Linked DNA regions of Zea mays: region 1 is linked to region 2. The links are chromatin contacts, called in public Hi-C maps. All regions are on one chromosome and are shown on one strand. The core of a region is the stretch at or near the end of the contact, and the rest is flanking DNA. Distances in the headings are between cores, read along the strand shown. Region 1 has its middle 7.9 kb from the start of LOC103637310. Region 2 holds the start of LOC100279509.

Region 1 (3,098 bases), core at 588-3,087, 460 kb after region 2:
TAGAGCGCAAACACCTTGAGACAAGCTGGCAAGTGGGAGCTGCATCCTGCAGCTAACACGCACGGATGGACGGACGTTTTTTTCTCTCCAGTTGTTTGTTCGACGAACGAGGAAAGGAGGAGGCTGAAACGCAGCAGAATAGATGGGTTACACAGACACCGATGTGCCTGGTTTTTTTGGATGACAGACTATATATAGCAGAGCAGGCCTTAACACATTCTTTTGCCGTATCTAGATAAAAGCCTAATCCATAAAGAATACTTACGTTTACCAATTACTCCCATGTACCCATTGTTAAGGAGTGGAGTAGTACACGTCCTTCTAGCGTCTTTTCTTTCTTTTTCTTTTTGGGGTAAAATTCGCGTTGTCTATTCAGATGGAACTTACGATATTGTCCGATACAAGCAAGGTGTGTGTCTGGTCATCTGAATCTGTTTTGGCAACAAGGATCCATGTCTGAACTGGACAGGCGTGTGCCAGAACAACAATGAATCAATTTGCGCACATTTTTCACACCAAACTTGTTCGACGAGCTTGATCGACTCTCCACTCCAGACGCATTCAACGATGAGGTCTTAACATGTTTGTCACACGGATTCTGTATATTATAGAGACTATGCATGAGACATGCAAATTAGCAAGACTCATACAAACGCGGAACAGTGTGCTGATAGGGCACAAGGGTAACTCATGCTTAGGTTTTAACATGTTTGACTTCCGAGCAAACTTTCTCCAGACCTCCAAGAAAATATAAAATTCGATCAGATATGTATCAATGCTCATCCTAGCGTACTCCCGTTGCAACGCACGGGCACACACCTAGTTAGAAATAAAGGCTGCAGCAAGAGCTTCTTCAGTCTTTGGAGGCACAGGTGCCACAACATCATATTCAGCCCATGAAGAGTAACCAACTGGGACGTCTGAAGAAAGGCTGATTGTCATCACAATCTTGTACCCTCTATAGAAGAATTCCAGTCCCTGGCTGCGCCACCGACAAGCACGGGATCTCTATCAACGTCGCGGTCGTAGGGCACGGCGTTGGGGCAGGGGCAAGCGACGGCTGGGCAGAGGGTGGGCGGGAGCTCGAGACGAGCTCGGCAGGGACCTGAACATTCGGCGCTGAGGAGCTCGGCTGAAGAACGGCGAGGAAAAACAGAGGGCACGACCGGACTTGGTCGGAGGGCGAGCACTAGAAACCGAGCAGGAAGGCAGGGGCGAGCTCGAGGAGATGCTGAGCCGATGACGAGCGCGCCAGGGGAGTTCGGCTGGGCGAGACCCGGCCAGAAACGAGGAGCGCGGCTGCGCGCAGGAGACTCGGCAAGGCGCAGGGGGCTGGGGCGAGCCAGACGCGCGACTGCTAGGACGAGGCCGCGACAGGGTGAGCAGAGGAGCACGGCGCGGTGGCCACGGGAAAAACGCCGGGGAAGCTCCGAGCAGGACACCGGGGCACGCGTCCGTGCCGGGAGGCCGCGGCGCCGGAAGAACACGGGAGGAGCGGCTGGACGTGCGCAGGGGAAAGAAGACCTGGATGCGCGGCCATGACTGGAGTTTGGCAGAGAGAAGCGCGGCCACAGCAAGGTGAAGAACACGCTGGAGGCCGAGCGCCGCAGGGAGATAAGAACGGCGGCCGTTGAGCGGTAAGAAATCAGAGGGAGAGAGAAACGCGAGGGAGCTGCTCGGCGGCTTGAGAAAAATCCCGGCGACTGATAAGGATAGGATTGGCTGGGGCGGCAGCTGCTGAGAAAAAAAAAAGTCCCGCGATGGATGAAGACGATGACAGAGAGGATAAGCGAGGAAGAGAGACGTCGGGCGGTGGGGAATATCTCTAGCCAAAAGAAATGCGTAGAGAGCGGTGGCTGGATCAGAGACTAGGAGTAGGAGTACAGCCGTACAGGGAAGACAGGCGTGGAGATAAAGGAGGAATGTGATTTTGCTTTCTCTTTTTTAGAAGCGTAAAGGTAAACACGGAATCTGGGATTACCTTTACGCCCCTTTGGATCATTGGAATTAAATTCCATTCTAATAATAGTAATTTTGACATATATCAATTAAGCTAATTCGGTTTTATGCAAAATATATTTGTATAATATTATTATCAAGATGCCGGAGATATTTATGTGCTACATTTTCACTATAGAGGAGTAAAACGAAGAGTGTCATGTAAGTTAAAGAGTAGAAACAAATTCTATTGATGCATAAAATCATTTCCCATCCTCCATCCCATGAATTTGAGATAGACTTATATCTGAACTTAGGAAAGTGGTGGAATGTCAAATTCTAAACTAAATAAGTTACTTTATTGAGTGAATTCCAAATCCTCTAAAATGAAGGGATCCAAACGCCCCATTAGTTAAAAGACGCCAGGGATTCGAGCGCTCTCCGCGCTTCCCGCGTACGGCGCATACGGCGGGGGTCGGGCGTGCAGACTGCATACACGTCCACACGCGGTCCCGGACCCAAAGTATTTTATCTAATTCAGTTTATGGTCCTCGGTCACGCATCGTCGCTCCCGGTTCTAGAACTTGGCCGCACATTGCTGCTCCCAACCCTAGCAGGAGCTCTCGGCCCCCCCGCCCCCGCCTCCATCGTCGCTCCCAGTTCTGGACCTCGTCCGCACATCACCACTCCCAAGCCTAACAGGAGCTCCCAACCTCGCCAGCCCCCGCCTCCATCGCGCTCTGCAACATGCCCCTGCACAGATGTGCCGCGAAAAGAGTCCCCGGTCTCGGAGTTTCGGAGGCGCAGGAAGATGTCGGGCGCCACATGCTCGCCGACGATGGTGGACGAGGAGGAGCTGACGGTGGTGGAGGTGACTGTCGTGGCCGAGTACGAGAGTCGCGTCTCGACCTTGTCGCGGGCGGTCTTCCACTGGGCCATGTGGCGGGCCCTTCTAGGGCATGGAGAACAGCCCTCTCGGATCTTCCTCCTCCCACAGGGGCGGAAGCTCCTGCTTCGTCGTCTCCTCCTCCTGGGAGCCGACTGCGCCGATATCCTCAGTTGAAGCGGAGTGCCTGGATCCTAGAGGACGCGTGCGCATCCTGCACCGCCTCGCCGGCCACCTCTGGGCGGCGACGTGGACCCCAGAGCCGGCGACCTCT
Region 2 (2,966 bases), core at 72-2,571:
TAGCTATAGCAGGAGCCCCATGCGATCTGCCTCGCCACCAGTAAAGGAAAAGGAGCGCAGCCCCGCACCTGATGGAAGCAGGAGCCCAAGGAGTCGCAGCCCCCAGGATCAGGTGATGAGCCCACCACCAAAGGATAATGGCGAAGGCAATGGCTCAGACCGTGGCGGCAGCCCCAGAGGGAGGGAGAACAGCAGGAGCTGCAGCCGCAGCCGCAGTCCATCTGGTAGTAACCGCAGCCCTGCGGCCAATGGACGTAGCCGGAGTCCTGGAGGTGAGCGGAGCCCGAGTCCTGGAGGTGAGCGGAGCCCGAGTCCTAGAGGTGAGCGGAGCCCGAGTCCTAGGGCTGACCGTAGCCCAAGCCCCAATGGCAATGGTAACAATGATGCTGCTGCTGATGTCGATGCTGATGCTGCTGCCCGCAGTGGCTCCCCCACTGGAAGCAAGTCACCCTGAGCGCTGGCGGTCCCAGATTGTGGTGGTGCTTCTCAATGCAATGGGCAATCGTATTGCTATTTTTTGCTACCATATCGAAGACACAATAGCTACATCATTTTCTTCTCTGAAACAAGGACTTTATTTTGCTTGCTTTGAGATATGACTCTTACCCTCTCATGGATAATATATATATGATATGATGCCACTGGTGCTTGCTTGCATCTGAATAAGTGAATGCTCGCATGTTGAGGTTTGCCTGATGAGTGCTGAGGGCTGAGGCCGTGAGTCAAAACAACCCGATACTGCATTTAGAAATTGCGGTTGATGCGCGACTTGTGCTGCCGCTGTTGCTGGTTCTTGCTGCCAACCGCACGGTAACAGAGCGCTGGTGAGACCGTGATCGTCCTGGAAGACTTCTTGCTGCTCACATGGACTGGGTGGAGTAACGGTGACCGGTACAACGACCCTTGTTTGATCCTCTCTTTTTTTTCCTTTTTACGATATGTTCGGTGACATGGTTTCCGACACCTTCACCATCTTTGTAGCGTGTCTTTGTGAAGAGAAAGAGCAAGGGCTCCTATAGTGCACCTACAAAGCTGTTGCGATGACTCACTGCACAGTTGATTGACAATTTTTTTTTGTTCATATATGGCTCAAATACGATTTTTGTAACTGCATTCTATTTCCGATCTGTCTTGTACAAGTTTGGCTACCAAACTCGATAAGAAACAGCCGCGAAGGGGAACGGAAAACGCCCACTCGCCCAGCAGCGGCCAACTCCGACTCGCGTGCTCCAGCTCCAGGCAGCTCCACTCCTATGCTTCTTCTACATATATAAGTAAACGCGCCAAGCCACGCCACGCTCTGCCATCCCAACCCGACCACCTGCCGACCGAGGTCTCCGCAGCGACACGCCACCACCAGAGCGCGCCGAGCTCGTGCACCCAGCAAGGAGCAAAGGACCAACAACCGACTGACGCGGATGGCCACCCCGGGCCACGCCGTCGCGGTCGACATCGACGAGCCAGCCTCCTGCGGCAACGGCGAGGCGGCGGCGGCCACGCCGCTGCCCCAGCCGACGGTGCCGTACGTGCTCCGCTTCACCGACCTGTCCTACAGCATAAGGAAGCGCGGCAGCGGGCTAGGCTGCCTGCCTTCGCGCTGGCCCAGCAACCGCCTGGCGTCCTTGGACGCGCCGGCGTCGTCCGCGACCGCCGCCAGCGCCACCCGGAACACCAAGACGCTGCTGGACGGCATCTCCGGGGAGGCCCGGGAGCGGGAGCTGTTCGCGGTGATGGGCGCGAGCGGGTCGGGCAAGTCGACGCTGCTGGACGCGCTGGCGGGGCGCATCGCGCGGGACAGCCTCCGCGGCGGCGGGGCCACGCTGAACGGGGAGCCGCTGCAGGGCCGGCGGCTGCGCGCCATCTCCGCGTACGTGATGCAGGACGACTTGCTGTACCCGATGCTGACGGTGCGCGAGACGCTGCTGTTCGCCGCCGAGTTCCGCCTGCCCCGCGCGCTGCCCGCGGACCGCAAGCGCGCGCGCGTCGACGCGCTCGTCGACCAGCTCGGCCTCGCCCGCGCCGCCGACACCATCATCGGCGACGAGGCCCACCGCGGGGTGTCGGGCGGCGAGCGCCGCCGCGTGTCCATCGGCACCGACATCATCCACGACCCCATCCTGCTGTTCCTCGACGAGCCCACCTCGGGCCTCGACTCCGCCAGCGCCTTCATGGTCGTGCAGGTGCTCCGCCGCATCGCGCGCAGCGGCAGCGTCGTCATCATGACCGTCCACCAGCCCAGCGCGCGCATCCTCGCCATCCTCGACAGGCTGCTCCTGCTCTCGCGGGGGCGCACCGTGTACGCCGGCACGCCCGCGGGGCTCAAGCCCTTCTTCGCCGACTTCGGCGCGCCCATCCCGGACAACGAGAACCCGGCCGAGTTCGCGCTCGACACCATCCGCGAGTACGAGCGCTGCCCCGACGGCGCCGCCCCGCTCGCCGACTTCAACGTCAAGTGGCAGAACGGCAGCAGTTCCACTTCCACCTTTGACAACAACAACGACGACGACAACGATAGCAGCAGCAAGCTCATGCCGCTGGAGCTCGCCATCGCCGAGAGCGTGTCCCGCGGGAAGCTGGTGGCCGGGAGCGCGGTCACCGCGTCGTCGGTGCCAACGTTCGCCAACCCGCCGTGGACCGAGGTGTGGGTGCTCATCAAGCGCTCCTTCACCAACACGGGCCGCATGCCGGAGCTCTTCGTCATGCGCCTCGGCACCATCATGGTCACCGGCTTCATCCTGGCCACCATCTTCTGGCGCCTCGACGACACGCCCAAGGGCGTGCAGGAGCGCCTGGGCTTCTTCGCCATGGCCATGTCCACCATGTTCTACGTGTGCGCCGACGCGCTGCCGGTGTTCGTGCAGGAGCGCCACATCTACCTCCGCGAGACCGCGCACAACGCCTACCGCCGCATCTCCTACGTGCTGGCCAACGCCGTGGTCGCGTTCCCGCCGCTGGTGTTCCTGTCG

What was found. A called contact is a pair of places that touch in the nucleus more often than the background predicts.
Region 1: a contact with region 2 is called in a Hi-C map of endosperm, with 2.5 times the contacts expected there. The contact joins the enhancer-like site here to the promoter of LOC100279509 in region 2. A contact is called at or near these places in 2 of 25 Hi-C or Micro-C datasets (bundle sheath and endosperm).

What each region holds. Positions count from the first base shown.
Region 1 is chr8:136,616,759-136,619,856 of Zm-B73-REFERENCE-NAM-5.0, forward strand. No RefSeq gene overlaps it. Among protein-coding and RNA genes, the nearest start is that of LOC103637310, 7.9 kb to the left of the region's middle. Within about 2 kb of position 1,838, at least 19 of the 20 cell types and tissues checked have an H3K27ac peak or open chromatin away from gene starts, as enhancers often do. A contact at or near this core is called in bundle sheath and endosperm, where this site is marked.
Region 2 is chr8:136,152,929-136,155,894 of Zm-B73-REFERENCE-NAM-5.0, forward strand. It overlaps LOC100279509, which reads left to right and starts at 1,322. Exons shown (of 1, transcript NM_001152509.2): 1 at 1,322-2,966. The coding sequence starts at 1,419. It overlaps LOC100276428, which reads left to right. Exons shown (of 7, transcript NM_001320254.1): 7 at 1-640. The coding sequence ends at 454.